2 separate regions of the Mus musculus genome follow, and region 1 is linked to region 2. The links are chromatin contacts, called in public promoter capture Hi-C maps. All regions are on one chromosome and are shown on one strand. The core of a region is the stretch at or near the end of the contact, and the rest is flanking DNA. Distances in the headings are between cores, read along the strand shown. Region 1 overlaps Slc6a9 (solute carrier family 6 (neurotransmitter transporter, glycine), member 9). Region 2 holds the start of St3gal3 (ST3 beta-galactoside alpha-2,3-sialyltransferase 3).

What was found. Promoter capture Hi-C pulls out the DNA fragments that hold promoters and counts their contacts.
Region 1: a promoter capture Hi-C map of liver shows a contact between it and region 2. The contact joins the enhancer-like site here to the promoter of St3gal3 in region 2. A contact is called at or near these places in 9 of 39 promoter capture datasets (3T3-L1-derived adipocytes, the C10 cell line, the SN4741 cell line and 4 more), 1 of 15 datasets of contacts at CTCF or cohesin (the NIH/3T3 cell line), 1 of 484 Hi-C or Micro-C datasets (liver) and 1 of 115 datasets of contacts at active chromatin or transcription factors (bone marrow-derived dendritic cells).

What each region holds. Positions count from the first base shown.
Region 1 is chr4:117,857,021-117,861,310 of GRCm38.p6, forward strand. It overlaps Slc6a9 (solute carrier family 6 (neurotransmitter transporter, glycine), member 9), which reads left to right. Exons shown (of 14, transcript NM_008135.4): 5 at 183-453. Among named protein-coding and RNA genes, the nearest start is that of Ccdc24, 13 kb to the right of the region's middle. Within about 2 kb of position 2,876, at least 14 of the 459 cell types and tissues checked have an H3K27ac peak or open chromatin away from gene starts, as enhancers often do. A contact at or near this core is called in liver, where this site is marked.
Region 2 is chr4:118,132,909-118,137,421 of GRCm38.p6, forward strand. St3gal3 (ST3 beta-galactoside alpha-2,3-sialyltransferase 3) reads right to left here and starts at 2,038. Exons shown (of 12, transcript NM_009176.5): 1 at 1,482-2,038. It overlaps Kdm4a (lysine (K)-specific demethylase 4A), which reads right to left. Exons shown (of 22, transcript NM_001161823.1): 22 at 4,096-4,513.

The DNA.
Region 1 (4,290 bases), core at 1,626-4,125, 280 kb before region 2:
CATGTTTACTCGGCCCCCACCTCTGTCTCCCGCCTCGCAGAGACACAAAACTCCTTTCCTCCCCTAACTTACCAAGGCCTGAACCTTCCCATCTACAACTCTCCATTAGGAGCCGTTAACATTTAGCTAGGCCTGCGAGGCTGGCCTCTCACTCCATGGTGCTCACCGTGCCTTTCCCACAGGCGTGGGCTATGGTATGATGGTGGTGTCCACATACATTGGCATCTACTACAACGTGGTCATCTGCATCGCCTTCTACTACTTCTTCTCGTCCATGACGCACGTGCTGCCCTGGGCGTACTGCAACAACCCCTGGAACACACCTGACTGTGCCGGTGTGCTGGACGCTTCCAACCTCACCAATGGCTCCCGGCCCGCTGCCCTGTCTGGCAACCTGTCTCACCTGTTCAACTACACCTTGCAAAGGACCAGCCCCAGCGAGGAGTACTGGAGGTGAGGGGACCTGGTGGCAGCCCTTAGACCTCCTACCCCCATCTGGCAGCCGTGTTTTCATCACCTGCATGTAGTGTCTGCCGTGCAGGGGACAGAGGCAGGTTGGGGTGGCAGATATGCAGAGGGCCGTGGAAGGCTTGGAGGTGAACTGGGAGTCCTTACGGCGTAACAGTAGACGAGGGCTCTGGAAATCTTAAGGCTCCAGAGGCCAGTCAGAACAAGGGGAGAGAGCATGTGATGGAGGGCGTCATGAGGGAGGTCCCAGAGGACCAGAGGTCATTCTCAAAGCTGTGGGAGAGCCCTATTGAGATTCACATGAATGGATGGATCCTGTGGGCTTTGAGGTGGCCTTGAAGGGGCACTACGTTCACAGAGAACTAACCAGAGTTAAGCTTCCTCTTCATACTGTAGAACAAAAGGAGCCATGAGCATTCACTAGGCCAGGGATGCCAGGACAGCCAGGCCCGTTCTGTTCAGAGGTGACAAAGAGACTAGTGTCTCTGGGCCCTCTGAAGGAAGGCAACTACTGGAGGTGTCTGTCTGGACCACCTTATCCCAACTGGCAGATGGAAGGCGCAGTGGGGTATTCTTCCTACATCTTACTGGAGAGTCCTGGGGCAAAGGACCTTTGCATGTGGGAGGTAGACCTCATCTATTTATTCTGTAGGTGTCTGCTCTAAAGGCTCTGTGTGCCCATGGCGGTGTAAAATGGTCCAGAGCCTCTGTCCCGAGAAATCACATAGTCTATAGAGAAACAGATAGTTCAGTGCATTAGGAGCAGGTGCCCTGCCTGGCACAGAAGTATGGAAGTGGCACTAAGAAGGTGCTGGTGACTTCTGAGAGATGGGGACAAGGGGAGCTGGTGATAACTGCCCAGAAATGGGAGGAAAGAGTTAGGAGGAATTCACAAGTAGGTGGGCACAGAGGCCACAAGGAGGCAAACTGACGCCAAGGTTGGGAACAAATGGGACACTGAGAAAAGAGACAAGGATGGCACCATCATATGGTGCCAGCTTCTACGGCAGCCAAAAGGCTTGACCATTTCCCTGCTGTGTGATGGAGGCCAAAGGTGAGGTGTGCATGGCTCTGGGCGCACAGAAGTTGTAGCAGGTCCTCTAAATCCAGTGCTGAAAGTGCAAATCCCACACAGCTGTGGGGAGGGGCCACTCCCAGAGAGGAGATGAGGAAGAAAGGGAGAGAGAAATCTCACCCAATCAGATGAACTGTCCACCAGGGGTGTGATGCGCACAGGATGGCCCAGACGGAAAGGCAGAATATGAACTTCCCTGGAGCTCCCCAAAGCACAAACCCTGCATGCCAACCTTAGCCCAGGCAGATGCTCCAGTGTTGCCTGCCTCAGGGGCAAAGCTCCTGAGACTGGAGCCAGTGGAATCAGTGGGGAATAGCTCTCAGAGAATCTGCCTAGCGGGGCATACTGAGGGGACAGCTGGGCCCTGCTCCGCACCTGGGGCTGTGCCAGGCCTACCTACCTAGCTCAGTTCCTACCCCCCAGTGGCTCCCTGCTGCCACCTCCTGGAGAGCCTGGAAAGATATTTTCTCCCTGCTCTACTGGTGATTGACCACTGCCCCATGCCCAGATCCATGCATGCCAGGCAAATGCCTCATCCCTGAGCTCTGTCCCTAGCCGCCTTCTTACATTTTCATTTTGAGGTTGGTCTTGAACTTGTGCTCCTCCTGCCCAAGCTCTAGAGAAGCTGAGGTTGTTGGCCTGCATCAACAGGTGTGGCTGAGAAATGGTCCTTAAGGGAGCAGTGTGGTTGGAAGGAGCCCAAAGCCCTGTGTTGGATTCTCTCGAGCACCAGAGGAGAAGAATAGAGCTGCCCAGGCTTCTCTGATTGGAGGAGGGAGGAGGAACTGGTACTCCTACTCACTAGGTGGCAGTGCATTATCTCAGCAAGCCTTGTTAGCTCTGTTTTCAGATGTATAGACTGACATCCAAGGTTAAGAAACTAAACAGTTTTGGACATGGCTGGGCTGTGTGTACCAGGCCCCGCCCTGGCTCTGCCTGGTTGTGTGCTCCCAGGCCAGTGGTGCTCTGCCAGTGTTCCTAATCCGAGGTGTTCCTTTGAAAAGTGGCATGATGTAGTTATCAGTTTATGAATGAAGACAGCAGGCTACCAGAAAGACGAGGACGACTGGGGTGTAGCTCTGTGGTAAAGCTTGCCTAGTGTTTGAGGTCCTAGCTTTGATCTCTAGTACCTAAACAAAAATAGACAGACAGACAAACAGAGGCCTTTAAATCAAGAGACTCTGGAAGGCCAGGTTTCCAGCCACTCCTCCCTGCTTACCCTTGTTGCCCTCTCCCCAGACTTGTTTTACACTCTTCTGTGCTGGTTTGAGTGTTGCTTCCAAGTTCTAAGCTCATGACCAGCCACTCGGCTCCACAGCCTCTGTGGCAGCCAGCACCCGACACCGTGGACTCTGATCCCAGCCCCACCCCACCCCCACCCTGGTGTCTCATTCCAGCTTCATTGTCACACTGACATCTCAAGTCCTGGGTCTCCCACTGGCCCACTGTGTATTCATGGGAGGCTACCAAATCTCCCTAAGTCTTGGGTGTTCACCCCTCAAATCTGGATGGCTATAATTCTTCCCTCGTTGCTGCAGAGGTGACACATGCTAACGTGGTATAAAAACCAGAGCTCAGCGGCAAGGGCTCAAGGGGCTGGATCTGTGAACAATCAGAAGAGGCAGTCTCTCTCTTTAAGCCAGTTACTGTCCACTCAAGAAAACAAGATCTCTCTATATATATGGAGTTTAGGATCTTTTGCTTGTTTTATTTTGTTTTTGACATAGGGTCTTATATAGCCCTGGCTGGTCTGAACTCCCTATGTAGAACCAGGCTAGCTTTGAACTCACAGAGAGCCTCTTGCCTCTCTGCCTCCTAAATGCTGAGATTAAAGGTCCATGTGTCACTTCTGCCCCCTGCTCCCCTTTGAGGCAGGATCTTACTCATATCTGGAGAAATGTCAAGCAGGAAAAGAGGTGATTGTGGTGGCCCGCCTGTAGTCTCAGCTACTGGGAGGCTGAGGCAGGAGAGTATAGAGTTAAAGCCCAGCTGTGCTCCCTAGTAGACCTAGCCTCAGTAAAGAAAAGGGGTGGGAGAGGCAGAATAATCTTAAGAGGGCGTGCATCAGGAGCCAGCTTACAAATAAGTCACGTTCCAAGCGCTCTGAGGTTAATTGTTTGGCTCAAAAGCACATGGTCCAAAGAAAAACAAGAACTAAATGTGGTACAACCTAAAATAAAGCTAGAATTCATTCGATGGTTCCCAGGCTAACCATCTGAGCTCTGCAGCCCAGTACAGTAACGCTGTACTCATGCACTAAAAATAACACCGCGGGCTGCCATTTTAGCATGTGCTATTCGGGAAAGTTTGTTCTTTCAATCCTTTAAGTGACAAGGGTTTTCTTGACTTGAATGTTGGCACTTGGGAAACGTGAATCAATAGAAGCAGAGGGAGCCTGTGGTTATTCTGAAGGTCCCACTTCACCAGCACTGGTGTCTGACATAGGAGCACCCAGGCAGGCCTGGCCTAGGCTGCCGCCACCCCTAGGCCGTTGCCTTCAGCTATGAATGGCCTTGTCTGTCTATCTCAGTGGGCCAATAGAGTTGTTTTCTGTGTGTGCCCCGAAGAGGGAAAAGGCAGGAAAGCAAGGCCAAAGTGACCCTATGAATCCTGGACCTCTCCCTTCTGACTGCTGATTCCTGTGTGACTGAGCAAGGAGAGGGTCTTGTCAGCCTCAGACACTGACAGTTGAGAGAATTGGGCAGAGGGGGGAGAAGTTGGACAGCACCCTCTACAGGCCATGCTGT
Region 2 (4,513 bases), core at 788-3,287:
TAGGCTAGCCTCAAGCTCACAGTGTAGTTAGAGATGACCTTGAACTTCTTCTTTTTTTTTTTCCAACATTCAAAGCTTTTTTTATTAAGAGTAAGATCCAGGGTTAGTTTTTGTAGCCTCAGCTGGCCCTTCGGCCTCTGGCACGCTCAAACTTCCGGCCTTTGGAACGAACATAGGGTTTGGTATCCTCCTGTGACGCCATGCCTGGTTTTACAAGGTGCAGAGGATCACATAGGGCTCCTTGCATGCTAGACAAGGACCCTACCAACTGAACTACATCCCCAGCCCCCAACTTGTCTTTTGTACAACCTCATCTCCCTTTCTTCTGCTGCTAAGAAAGCCCTGGAACCACACACAGCATCGAGTCCTCCTCTGCCATCTTCCGCATCCTGGATTTTCACTGGCTCACTTCCTCTCCAGGTAGCCTTTCCACTCTTTGTGGCTCAACTCAAAAAACTTCAGTTCCGCCATGAAATCTTCCTTAAACACACTCCCGTCTCCTCTTGGAATTCTAGAGGCCACACCCTGAGTTTCTCATCTGTGTGTGCTTCACTTCCACATCCTACAGAGGTCCAGAGAACAATCTCCATAATTTAATTGTCCAAGTTCCCCTCAAGTCTACACCTTGCACAAAACATAACACGGATTCAGTAGGCGCTTGACTGTGTGAGCAAGCTCACTAGTCTCTAGGAACACACTTGCTTTGCTTCATCATTAATAACTTGTTAGGAGACACAGACATCAGATTAGCGAAATGGAGCAACCAACACCACTTTATATTTCAAAATGTCTGTTATTTTAGGAGACTATATGAAACTCCCATCTGGTCATAAGGTTTTACTCCAATTTTTAATCCTCCAATCTTTCTTCTTTTCCTTTCTTCAGTCTTTTGAGACTGGGTCTTGCTATGTGGCTCTTGTTGACACGGTTTTATTATTCTATGTAGCCCAGGCTGGCCTCTGAAGCAATCCTCCTGCTTCAGCTTCTGAGTGCTATTACAGGTGTGCACCTACTACCCCGGGATCCAATTCCTCTGAGTCTTTAATTGAAAGTTTAGGGACACAAGTGGAATTGTCATGATGTCTACTGTGCTACATGTCAGGAACCTAACTCTAACTCGTGGCTTTTCCTTCCTTCTCAGCCCATTATCTATAGTGCTAATAATTCAAAGGACCTCAGAGAAATGTGTTAAGCACTCTTTGCTTTCTGGGATAGCAGCCGGCTCCCTTCATCGGTCACTCCCTAGGTTAATTACAGTGACTCAGTTTTACCACCTCCCCGTACTCTAGAGAAACAGACAAAAATTAAATTTATTGAGGAATCATAAAAATGGGTGCTACTGTAAAAAGGAGTCTAAACACATCTGTGGGACATCCGCCTAACCAAATCTACCGTCCTCACTAAGCTTTTCTCTCGCAAACAAGACCACTGAGAAGACAATGAGGAAGCACTCCAGAAGAAAGGGTAGCGAGAAGACGTACTTTGATAAACTGACCCGGTCGCTCCGAGGAGGATCTGGCCCCGGGGAAGGCAGAGATGACAACCGCTACTCTTGGTGACTCCCGCTAGGCTTTCCCCGGACTTTCTTGCGCTTGTCCCACAGCGGGTCCCGGGTGACCGTGACCCTCCTTTGCGCTCAGACTCGCGCGCCTGGGACACTGCACACAGGTGACCTCGGCGCGCTCGGCCCGGCTCGCGCGGCCCTCTGGCAGGCCTGGCCCCCACCCGGGCCCGGGCTTTGGTCCCCAGCGCGGCTCGGGCCGGTCTGGCCGGGGGAGGGGCGCGGCGGCCGAGAGCTGCTTCGGGGACGCAGGGCAGGCCTTACCGCAGCAGAGAGGGAGGCCGGGGGCGGGTGGCGCCAGGGCGCACGCAGAGCGCGGAGGCAATTGCAGCGCGAATAGCGGGGACAGCCGAGGGGACCCCAGAGGGAGCCCAGGACGCGGCAAGCTGCACGGGCGCCGCCATGGTGGGGACGCAGCGGCGGGACCACCAATCCTGCGGTCCGCCTCGGCGGCCGCGCCGGGGGTCGGGCATCAGCAGCCAATGGGAGCACCGGAACCGGGCGGGGCGCCAGGCAGGCCAATGCGAGGCTTCGCCGCAGGGTTGGGCGGGCCCGGACCCCGGAGACCCAATGGAAGCCAGAGGCCGAATCCATCCCCTCCCCATCCCCGGGCTATAGCTGGGGCTTGGGAGGAGCGCTGCGTGGAGCTGCGGTGCGTGGGGCTGCCCGGCTGCGGTCAGGTTTCCTCTGCTTCCCAGAGGAAGTCTTCTGTCCCTACTTCACCACTCTGCTGTCAGCCCCTGACGCTGGTGGTAACCTCTAGAACGCCTTCTGAAGCCCTATCCAATCCCGTGAGGGTAAGAGGCCTGCTAAGTTCAGGCGTGACCTCGAAGAAAGGTCGCAGATAGGCCACAAAGCCACCCCACATACCCAGTTCAGGAGGTCGCGCCCTCATTCTGCAGCGGAGTGCATTATCCTAAGGCAGAATTTAATACAGAATTTTCCCAAAGAGGAGGTGGGGACATAACTTGGCACTCTCAGATGCCAATCTTATACAAGGTATACAAGACATAAGTTTCTGCTTTGGCAAAAAGCTGAAGTGCAGTCTTTGGCTGTGGTGGGTCATGAACCCAGACTAGACTACACTGGCCAGGAAGTGCCTAAGGCAGACCCAACTTTGAAGTTGAGCAAGTTTAAAGCCCCAGGCCATCCCCAGCACCAGAAAAAAAAAAAAAAACAAAAACAAAACCACAGGCCAGTTTTATGAGACTTGGGAAAGTCCCATAGCTTTTTATGAACTGGGAATTTTCTTATAATAGGCCAAAAATATTTTTGAATGGTTGACTTAACTAATCATGGTAGTGGTGGTACGTACTTAACTACTCTCTAAACTGAAGCAGGATTAAACATTCAACAACTTTGTGGGTCTCAGTATCTTTGGGTTTTGTTTTGGTTTATTTTGTTTTTGTTTTAGTGTCTGCATGAATGTATGTCCCAGTGCCTGTGTATCCCAGAAGGCCTCATAGCCCCTGGAACTAGAGTTACAGACAGTTGCAAGCCACCAAGTGGACAGTGACAACTGAACCTGGGTTCCCCAGAAAAGTATTCTTAAGGGCTAAACTATCTCTCCATCCCACAGTGGGCTCTTCTTAGGGACAAAAAAGTAGAGAGGGCTGTCGGGTATAGCTTGGCAGTAGTACGTTTGCCTCAAACATTCAAAGGCTTGAATTCAATCCTCAACTCCCATAGAGCTGGGATTACACCAGGCACGAGATTATCCGGTCCTTTAGCAAGGCTGAGGTAATGAGACTCATGGGGAGGAACTACGGGTGCCTGAGGAAGTTAAGTTTTCCTCTCTTCCACGAACGCTCAGCCCCAGCCATTTTCCCCTGAAAATCCCCGAGTGAAGAACAGAGGGGCAACCTTCTTTCCTTGGCTCCAAGGATTTAGCTGTGAAAAAACATCTGTGAAACTCTTCTCTCTTTCCCCAGAGCCAATACTAAGTAGCAGCTCCCAGGCTACAGGGGTACCGAGCACATCATCTAGCACCGGGGCACAAAGCTCAGGCCAGCTGGAATACGGAGGCTGTGCAGAAAGGAGCCTCGCACCAGCTCAGGATCACCTCTTCTTGTCAAAGACTGGGTCTTCCTCCAGGGAAGCAATCAGCAACGACAAGCACTGCAGAGGGCAGCTTCTGCAATCCATGGGGAGATCAAGGGTCTCTTGCTATTCAAGCACCTACAGCATACTCTCCTGGTTCCACAAGGATGGAATCCTGATGCAGGAAGTGATCTGTATATCAGGATGCTGATGACATCAAAAGGGGTTTAAGTGAAACCTCTCTTGAGAAGACCGTAGTCCAATCCTTCCCGTTAACTCCTCCAGGAAAGCAAAAGGAGGTACAGAGAGCCACAATGCCCTGGATGCTCAACGGGCCACAGCACCCACCTCCGTGAACGGTGCCCACCTCAGCGAACAGCTTCCCAGCCCCTGCTCCACAGCCTGACCCAGGGCCACTTGGGCTCATGGGGCAGACCACAGTCAATCCTCTGTTCAATCCATTTTATTGCTAAGGACAAGGTAATGCACCGGTTTTCAAAATAATTTGGTTTATAGAGTTCATACGTAACAAAAAAGGGGAAGTATTATAAATCTGACTCCTGTATACAGAGCAAGGTATGAAGCCCTCCATATTGGGCCCAGGCAAACAAATTCAGGAACCTGTTTAACCCCTTCAATGTTGCCCTCTAGTCCCATCCCACCCCCACCCTCAACCAGCCCCACCCCACCCCTGACCAAGGGCGTAGCTATACCAGCCCTTGGCCTCCAGTGGCCCCAGTTCATCCTAACCCATAGTTAGCCCCTGCATAACTGCACAAAAATCACCCACCAGGCTCTGCCTGTTTCCATCATTAAAATTATCCCTTCAAGGTGGTCCCCACCCACACCCTCTAACACTGTGGCCGCAGGCAGGGGCTTCCGTGCCTGACATTTGTGGGCTCATAGTATATA